Linked DNA regions of Mus musculus: region 1 is linked to region 2. A link is a contact called in public HiChIP or PLAC-seq data. All regions are on one chromosome and are shown on one strand. Each heading gives the region's core, a stretch centred on a gene start, on an enhancer-like site or on the middle of the called end of the contact. The rest is flanking DNA. Distances are from core to core; before and after follow the strand shown. Region 1 holds the start of Vax2 (ventral anterior homeobox 2). Region 2 holds the start of Dok1 (docking protein 1).

Region 1 (4,072 bases), core at 609-3,108, 680 kb before region 2:
GATGCCCACGAGCAAGATTTATTTGATCTACATAAAGGTTGGTAGAATGGAGGAAGATGGTGTTTGGGCGCATAACTCAGTCATCCTGACCAGGGGAGACGCCTATTCTTAATGCATAGCACTGGCAAGGTCCTTAGCCTAAGAGCTTAGGCTGTGTCTTCATTTCTGGAAGGCTTGCAGATTCCCTCAACGAAACTCAACTGGTGGTCGCTCCTTGTCCTTAGAACCCCTCAGATGACAAAAGGGAATTCATATTAACCCCAGGTAACCTACAAGTCCTCACACCTGCGGGGATTCCTGGTGGTGTAACTGTCTTACACCATCAAGCGGGTCCCTAGAATGGCAGTAGCCACCCAGCCTTCCAATGACCACACCTATTCCCAGGAGTGTTTCTTTATTCAGGGTCCCTGGCAGCGTCTTAATTTAAGAGAGCTTCCTGTACCTCCATGCCCTGCCCTAGCTGGCTCTCAGATCCCCAGGGCCACTCACATGGTGACAGTGGTGGTGGGGGTCAGGAAAGTTGTACTCCACCTGCTCTAAGATATTGACTTGGGTGACAGAAACCTAGGTTTCCCTCCGTAAAAGAAAGTTGGCTACAGGCCTCCTGAGGCCTGTGGGAGGCAGCTGGGGGAAGCCAAGTGAGTGAGTCCGAAACCCCAGGATGGCGGAAAAACAACAGGCCTCAGGCCTAGGATCCAGTTGACCGCAGGACCCGAGACTTCTTTCTCCAAGTGTCTACCTGGGAGAGGCCCAGACCCAGGATACTGGCATTGGAGGTTTGGATCTGGATGAGCGATGGCAGGAGAGTGCCGGGAAAGCAAGTTTGCTGCGGGGGTTGAAGGGGGATGGGTGAAGGGGCTCCGACTTCGGGTGAGGGCGGGTGGAGCCGAGGAAGAAAGCGTCGGCCAGGCCAGGCGGCCAGGCCAGGCGGAGGAGCGCCGGAGCCGGCGGTATCCAAGCGAGTGGGAAAACTGGAGCAGCGGAGCCGCGGCAGGTCAGGCTACCCTACCGCCCACCCAGCCATCTCTAAGCCTCAACCCACGCAAGGCTAGGTGCTGGGAAATAAGGCTGGGTTGAAGCGGGGACGCATCCGACTGCCTGCGTGGCCCAGCCTTCCTCAGCAGCTGCCCACTCGGGTCCCTCCCAATCCTGTCCCTACAGCGCGCGCGTGACTTTCTCCGCCCTTGCTCCGGGGACCCCGGCGCGGAGGCCCTGGCTCTCGGTGTCGGGCTTCTCCAACTGATTCGTGTCCTTACTACACCAACCAGCCCGGATGGGCCTAGAGAGAGAGAAAGAGAGAGAGAGAGAGAGAGAGAGAGAGAGAGAGAGAGAGCACCGGTCCAGCAGGACGAAACAAGGTCCAGCCCCCTGCTTTGTCCCCCGCGTTCAGCTCAGTGTCCCGCACACAATAGGCACTCGGAGTATTTACAGGATGAACTACCAAATGAATGAACCACTGTATGATCTGAGAGATGGACGTTGTAGGGATGTCGGAGGCCCCAGGAAAGGCAGCTTGGTGGCCCAGGGAATCAGAGCTGCGGCTGTCCCCTTACCTCGTACCAGGATGCGGCGGCAGTGGTCTGTCTCACCGAGCGCCTGCTGTCCGTCGCTGTCCCCTCCGCTCTCCCTGGAGCCCGCAGGGCTGGAGGCGGAGGTCCCAGCAATCTCCCTCGGACTCGCGCTACCTGTGTCAGCACGCAAATCTTCCGCTCCGCGGTGCTCTCCGTGACGCCCGCTGCGGCCACCAGGCTCCTCCCGGCGCTTGGGGCCGCGGTCCCGCTCCGCGCCCCCATCGCCCATGCCCGCCGCCACTGCTGCTTGGGCCACAGCAGCCGCTAGTCCTAGCTCAGGGTAGCAGGTCCCTCCCTGCCCCTCCCCACCCCTTCCTCCATCTGCCCCGCCCCCTACAGGCCCCGCCCCCGTCGGCGATTGGGCGCGAGCTGGGGTTCCAGGACTCTGGGTGGATCCAGTAGGCGCAGCGCAACGGGAGTTCGTTCAGGGGGAGGAAAAAAGGAGGAGGGAGTGAGGGGAAGAGAGACAAGGGGAGGGAAAGAGGAGAAGGAGGAGGGATAGGAGGAAAAGAGATATGTGGAGAAGGGGGAGGGGATGGTGTCTTCGCGCCTCCTCGCGTGGGGCGGTGTTTAGAGCCTGGCAATGGGAGACTGGACAGCCCCGTGGTACAGAAGACCGCCCCACACCCTCTCATAAACTTTATTACTCCCTACCCATTGGTCCCTCTCGCCCTCTTCCCTCTGTTCCCTATATCTCCAGGGAAATGCACCTAGCTTTCAGTCTGGCTCCGCTTGATGGAAAACTCAGAGCTCGAGGAGGCGACCCTGACTCGACCCGGCAGAAAAGAGGAGGTTTGCTGGGCTCCGGAACTTGGTGCGGTGGGGGCGACGGTAGAGAGTGGGGTGTAGGTCTGGGGTTCAGGGCACGCGTCCCCCAACCAAGGCACTCACACTCAGGCACACAGAACAGCCACTTATTGTGGGGATCCCGCGAGTTTCGCCAGACAAGCCCGGGAGGCGGATGCTGTCCCCAGCCAGGGTGAGGTGCGGAGCTGGACCGGCAGACCGCCAGGTTGTACTGCCAAGAGCAAACGCTGGGCTCTCCCGCAGCTCTGAGGTTGTCACTCCTGGGACTGACACCTAGAGAATGAGACTGAGCACGGGCTTTTTTTTTTTCTCGCGCTTCTGTCCTGGAGCAGCCCCTTGTTCAGTGCCTGCTCCAGACGGATCTCTGGACAGGAGCCTGTGTCCTCTTGGCTACACGTTCTGCAGAGTCCCGCTTCTGTTTAGACAGTGTCAGGAAGTGTGGGGAACAGTCTCATTGTATTTGACTCAGCTTTAAAAAGAGGTTTGGGGGAAAGATTGAGAAGGATGGTGTGTGTAACCGAGGGTCTATGGCTCCTTTAAAGGCCAGTATCCCGATCCTTCAGACTCTTCTTCCTTTCTTCCACTTGCAGATTTGGAATAAACTAGGTACTAGGGGTGAGCCAAATGCTTGGTGTGAGTCCAAGCCAAAGTACTTCAGGAGATCCCAAGATCTGGTAGCGGGTGTCTGTGACCACCAAGGGTAGGCTTGTGGGGTCTCTGTCTCTGAGGTTGAACAGGTGTTGGGTGTGGGGAGTCAGTCAGTGCCTTGGTCTGTGGTGTGTGTGTGTGTGTGTGTGTGTGTGTGTGTGAAAACGGTTGGAGATTTTGGGAGAGGTGGTAGATGTGACTTGGCGATTCTCACTGATTCTTGTAGTGCTGGAAAAGGAAAGAACAGCGGTAAGAGAGGATGCCTGCTGGGCCCTATTCGCAAAGAAAGGAGCGGGGGTGGGGGTGGGGTATGGCTTCCATGGTGTGTAATTGGCCGGCAGAGGGGACAGTGTGGACTGTCAGTGCCTGCTGGTTGTATGGAAGAGAGAAGAGGGAGGGAAGGAAGGAGAGAATGAGGACAGGATGGGAGAGAAGAAAAGAGGGAGCTGAGAAAGCACCAGCACTTTGCATAGTTAAGGAAACCAGAGAACTGGAACCCATCTGAGACCTAGGCAAAGTGGCCAGCCTTGTACTGGTCCCCTCCTAGCCTGCCCTCTGGAGGGCAGTAGGACTTCTCAGCAGCCCCCACAGCCCCCTCCCCCATTGACCACCTTACCTGAGCCATCTGCATTTATCTCATCTCTGGCTTTCTCAAAGTATGCCCTACATCTAGTATAGAAAAACAGAAGCGGAAGAAACTAGTGGAAGCTAGACCTCATACCCTCCACCCAAGCAGCCTCCCATGCCACCTACAAAGCTGTGTTTGTGCCGACAAAAGCAGAGTTGCGTCTTTTCACAATGTTTTCTCTGGTTGGTTTTTCCAATCAGGGTTTCTCTGTGTAGCCCTGGCTGTCCTGGAGCTCACTCTATAGACCAGGCTGGCCTCAAACTCAGAGATCTGTCTCTGCCGCCTAAGTTCTGGGAATAAAGGTATGTGCCACCACCAGCTTCTTTTCATGATGTTAAATCTTCACTTCACTGGTGGAGGAGGTCAATCAAGTCTTTTTCCAGGAGCCTTTTCTGGGCTCTGGTCCCCAAGTGAGCTG
Region 2 (4,185 bases), core at 812-3,311:
AGCAGCAGTAGTCCCCATGGGCAGCAATACCACACACTGACAGCTCTCATGGCGGGTGGGGCCCAAGGAGGGGGGCACTAAGGGACAGAGAAGGAGAGACACACACACTGAATGAGGGTAGGAACACAAAGAAAACAGGCACAGCCCTAGAGACCTAGATTGGGGGCGAGGGAGACTCTCCTTTCCCTTTGCAAATAATAAAACTTATAACTTGTGGTTAGTGTCCCACCATAACCTTCCCTGGTTTGGCCATCATTACCACCAACACCATCATCTCTATTTACTTTCATCCATGGGGTGGGTATGGGTTAGAGATGGAGAGTCTACGGATGGGTTGGGTAAACAGAGATATTGGGAAGAGACACAGAGAGGACGACCCAGACAGGATGTGACAGGAAGGGAGACTGTGGGAACGAAGGGGAAAAAACAGAAAGGCACGGGGTGAGAGACACATTGAATATGGATAGATGGTTTTAATCAAACCAAAAAAACCAAAGCACAGAGTAATGGGGAATGACACAGAGAGGCAAAAACCATGAGGAGAGGGAATAAAAGCCAAGGTGCAGGCACAGGAGAAATGACAGCAAGACCCATGCAGTTAGACAGACAGATGGCATCACAGGCAAGGGGAGCCTGGGAGCCCAGCCCTGGAAATCTCAGCACTATGAATGAGAAGACTCTTCAGTTTCCTATGGGGGCAGATGCCCATGCAGGAAGGGCCGAGGCTAACCGGAGTAGGAGAACCTTCTGCCACCCTCCCTAGCACATGGGCTGGCAAATATGCTGCAGGGTCAGGGACTCCAGGAGACCTAGGCTTCAAGCTGGGCAGGGTTTGGTATGGAGTTATCCAAGCTCCCTGGAACACCTCTTTTTCTGTCACTGGGCAACCAGAAGCTAGGGCTAGCTCCCCAGCTCAGGCCTTCTCTATCCGAGGCTGAAAACAGTCCTCCACAGTAAGGGGGGCCCTCCATTGCTTCCCCCAACTCAGACAAGACAGCTTTGTTCTGGGGGCATTTGGCTCCGAAGCCCTGGTGTTCAGCGTAGGGCCTGCAAATTGCACCCTGAAGCCTCCATCCCCAACAGTTTGCTCAGCTTTCCACTCTTCTGTTTCGCTCCTTGACCAATAATAAAACTGTCAGTTGGTTGGCTTTCCCGACTCCATCCCAAATCAGCGTTTCTCCTGGTCCACCATCCTCTCCATCCCCAACTCCTCTTCCCGCTGGCCAGCAGTAACTCCCCTACCTTCGACTAGGCACAACTCCAGAGGCTGGAAGCAGAGTCCTGGTCCTGGAGATTACTTTCAGGACTTCTCAGAAAAAAAGTGTTCGGCCAGGGGAGACTGGACCCCCCCTTCCTCTCCCCTCTTCGTTGGTCCCTCCCACGTCCCCTAGAGCCCTCCCACATTCCGCTTTCTCCCTCCATTCCGGCCAGGCCAGTTCCCTCCTCTAGATCTTCCCCTCCCCTGTGGAGCTGGCTGCAGCCACGCCACCCCCTCCCACTCCTCCCGGCTCAATGAAGCTTTCTTTTCCCGCAGGTTGGAGGCCCGGCAGCCGTATTCAGGGTGCTTGACTTGCAAACGGTTTCGGGACAGCAGGACGGCCCCTGTGGCAACGGGAAGCTTTCCAGCCCGTAGCCGTTCCTCCACATCCCCAACTAGACAGAGTATCAACAACAGTCCAGTCCAATTCCCGGGCTGGGCCATGAGAAAAGGTCCCACAAAGAAAACTATTGTCCCGATGGCTCCCTTGGTCATTATGGCGCCCCCGAGGTGCCTGCAGGTGATGTCACGGCCTTCACTCTGATGTCACGTTAAACATATGTCGTCACTCTCAGCTTCCACCCCCCAGGCACTAGGGCCCCTGGTTGGTGATCACCGCTTCCCTGAGTGGTGCCACTGTGTGCACCACTAAAGATAAAGGCTTTAGTGAGCTCTCCCTGAGTTCTTCCTGATGGCTCGTTTTCCTCCAAGCCCTCCGCTCCCCCATCACCGCCGCAGGGGCCGGGGAGGGGCGGGCACGCCTCCGGCACCCTGCAGCCTCGCCCCGCCCCGCCCCGCCCCCAGCCCTCCGGGCCAGGAAGCGCGGAAGGAATCGCCTGGGCCATGGACGGGGCTGTGATGGAGGGTCCGCTTTTTCTGCAGAGTCAGCGCTTCGGGACCAAGGTAGTTTGTTTGTGGCGTGGGGGATGGCGAAACCCCTCTGGACTAGAAGTGGGTGAAAGAATCCAGAAAGAGGGAAGGGGCCGGAAGAAGGTCGGAACGGCGCGCGGGCAATTGTAGATCCCCAAGACGTTCCCTTAAAAGTCTCGGGCTGTGCCCTCCTTGGTGCGGTCTTGGGATGCCATTATCTTTGGGAAAGTAGCTCAGCCTGGGAAGCCCCAGACTCAGATCGGCCTTCATGGGTCTCTTCTTCCTTGTGGGGCGCGTGCTACCACCGCGCACTCTCGAGTCTTTCGTTCTTTCCCAGAGGTGGAGGAAAACTTGGGCTGTGCTTTACCCAGCCAGTCCTCACGGCGTGGCGCGGCTGGAATTCTTTGATCACAAGGGGTCGAGCTCTAGAGGGGGTCGAGGCGGCTCTCGCCGTCTAGACTGCAAGATGATACGCCTGGCTGAATGTGTGAGCGTGGTGCCGGTGACTGTGGAGAGTCCCCCTGAGCCCGGCGCTGTTGCCTTCCGCCTGGACACCGCACAGCGCTCGCACCTGCTGGCGGCGGACGCCGTATCCAGCACCGCCTGGGTGCAGACTTTATGCAGAACCGCCTTTCCGGTGAGTGACTGGGGGTGGGCATCTCTGGGCTTAAGGGACACTGCGAGGATGGAGCTATTATAGAGGCACTGGACTTCTTGCACCTACCCTAGACCCAAGAGAATTATATATAATTCTTCCATGTTCCCTTTTCTGCAGAAAGGCGGCTGGGCTTTGGCGCAGACGGAGAACCAACCTAAGTTTTCTGCCTTGGAGATGCTGGAGAATTCGCTGTACAGCCCCACCTGGGAAGGTAGATGTCTGGCAGGAATGGAGTGGGTTGAAGAGGTGCCCTTGGGGAGCTAGTGATTGGAGTCAACCGAGTCCCTAACTTGCCCCAGCGCTCCTTCTCCTTCGTATGTGTTCTTCCAGGATCCCAGTTCTGGGTAACCTCGCAGAAGACCGAGGCTTCTGAACGCTGCGGCTTGCAAGGCTCCTACATACTGAGGGTGGAAGCTGAGAAGCTGACTCTCCTGACTTTGGGTGCGCAGAGTCAAATCCTGGAGCCGCTCCTTTTCTGGCCCTACACTCTGTTGCGTCGCTATGGCCGGGACAAGGTGCATGGGGCTGTCTGGGAGGATGACCCGTCAGGGAGGGCTACCAGGTTGAGTAGCTGTAGGTGACAATTCCATTCTCAGGTGGTCTCTTCTGTGCAGATACAGTAACTTGGTCAGGCCTGTGACTCATTTTTTATGACACGCCTAACGTGTTTCCCCCACCCCCTCAGGTAATGTTCTCCTTTGAAGCTGGTCGCCGCTGCCCCTCAGGCCCTGGGACCTTCACCTTCCAGACTTCTCAGGGAAATGACATCTTTCAGGCAGTTGAGGCTGCCATCCAGCAGCAGAAAGCCCAAGGAAAGGTGGGCCAGGCACAGGATATCCTCAGAACTGACTCCCATGATGGGGAGACAGAGGGGAAGACAGTTCCCCCTCCTGTTCCCCAGGACCCCCTGGGCAGCCCTCCAGCCCTATATGCGGAGCCTTTAGACTCCTTGCGAATTCCTCCAGGCCCTTCTCAGGACTCTGTATATTCAGACCCCCTGGGCAGCACCCCTGCTGGGGCAGGGGAAGGGGTGCATTCCAAGAAACCTCTCTATTGGGATTTGTATGGGCATGTGCAGCAGCAGTTACTGAAAACCAAGCTGACAGACTCCAAAGAGGACCCCATCTATGATGAACCTGAAGGCCTGGCCCCCGCCCCTCCCCGGGGCCTTTATGATCTGCCTCAGGAGCCTCGGGATGCATGGTGGTGCCAGGCTCGGCTGAAGGAAGAGGGCTATGAGCTCCCTTACAACCCTGCCACCGATGACTATGCTGTGCCACCTCCCCGGAGCCCAAAGCCTGCTCCTGCCCCCAAGCCACAGGGCTTGATCCTTCCCGAATCGGGTACCACTCGTGGCAGTGGCAGCAAAGGCTTCAGCTCAGATACAGCTCTGTACAGC

The links. HiChIP or PLAC-seq counts read pairs in DNA pulled down with a chosen protein or histone mark.
Region 1: an H3K4me3 HiChIP or PLAC-seq map of embryonic stem cells shows a contact between it and region 2, with 10 read pairs. The contact joins the promoter of Vax2 here to the promoter of Dok1 in region 2. A contact is called at or near these places in 3 of 39 promoter capture datasets (all in embryonic stem cells), 1 of 484 Hi-C or Micro-C datasets (embryonic stem cells), 1 of 115 datasets of contacts at active chromatin or transcription factors (embryonic stem cells) and 1 of 9 other capture datasets (adipose tissue).

Annotation. Positions count from the first base shown.
Region 1 is chr6:83,709,025-83,713,096 of GRCm38.p6, reverse strand. Vax2 (ventral anterior homeobox 2) reads right to left here and starts at 1,858. Exons shown (of 3, transcript NM_011912.4): 1 at 1,554-1,858. The coding sequence starts at 1,800. It overlaps Vax2os (ventral anterior homeobox 2, opposite strand), which reads left to right and starts at 896. Exons shown (of 6, transcript NR_002871.2): 1 at 896-994; 2 at 2,272-2,363. Gm32943 (a long non-coding RNA gene) reads left to right here. Exons shown (of 4, transcript XR_003956456.1): 3 at 1-37; 4 at 173-299.
Region 2 is chr6:83,031,347-83,035,531 of GRCm38.p6, reverse strand. Dok1 (docking protein 1) reads left to right here and starts at 2,061. Exons shown (of 5, transcript NM_010070.4): 1 at 2,061-2,161; 2 at 2,466-2,765; 3 at 2,904-2,997; 4 at 3,117-3,301; 5 at 3,472-4,185. The coding sequence starts at 2,102. Loxl3 (lysyl oxidase-like 3) reads right to left here and starts at 1,327. Exons shown (of 14, transcript NM_013586.5): 1 at 1,243-1,327; 2 at 1-77. The coding sequence starts at 50.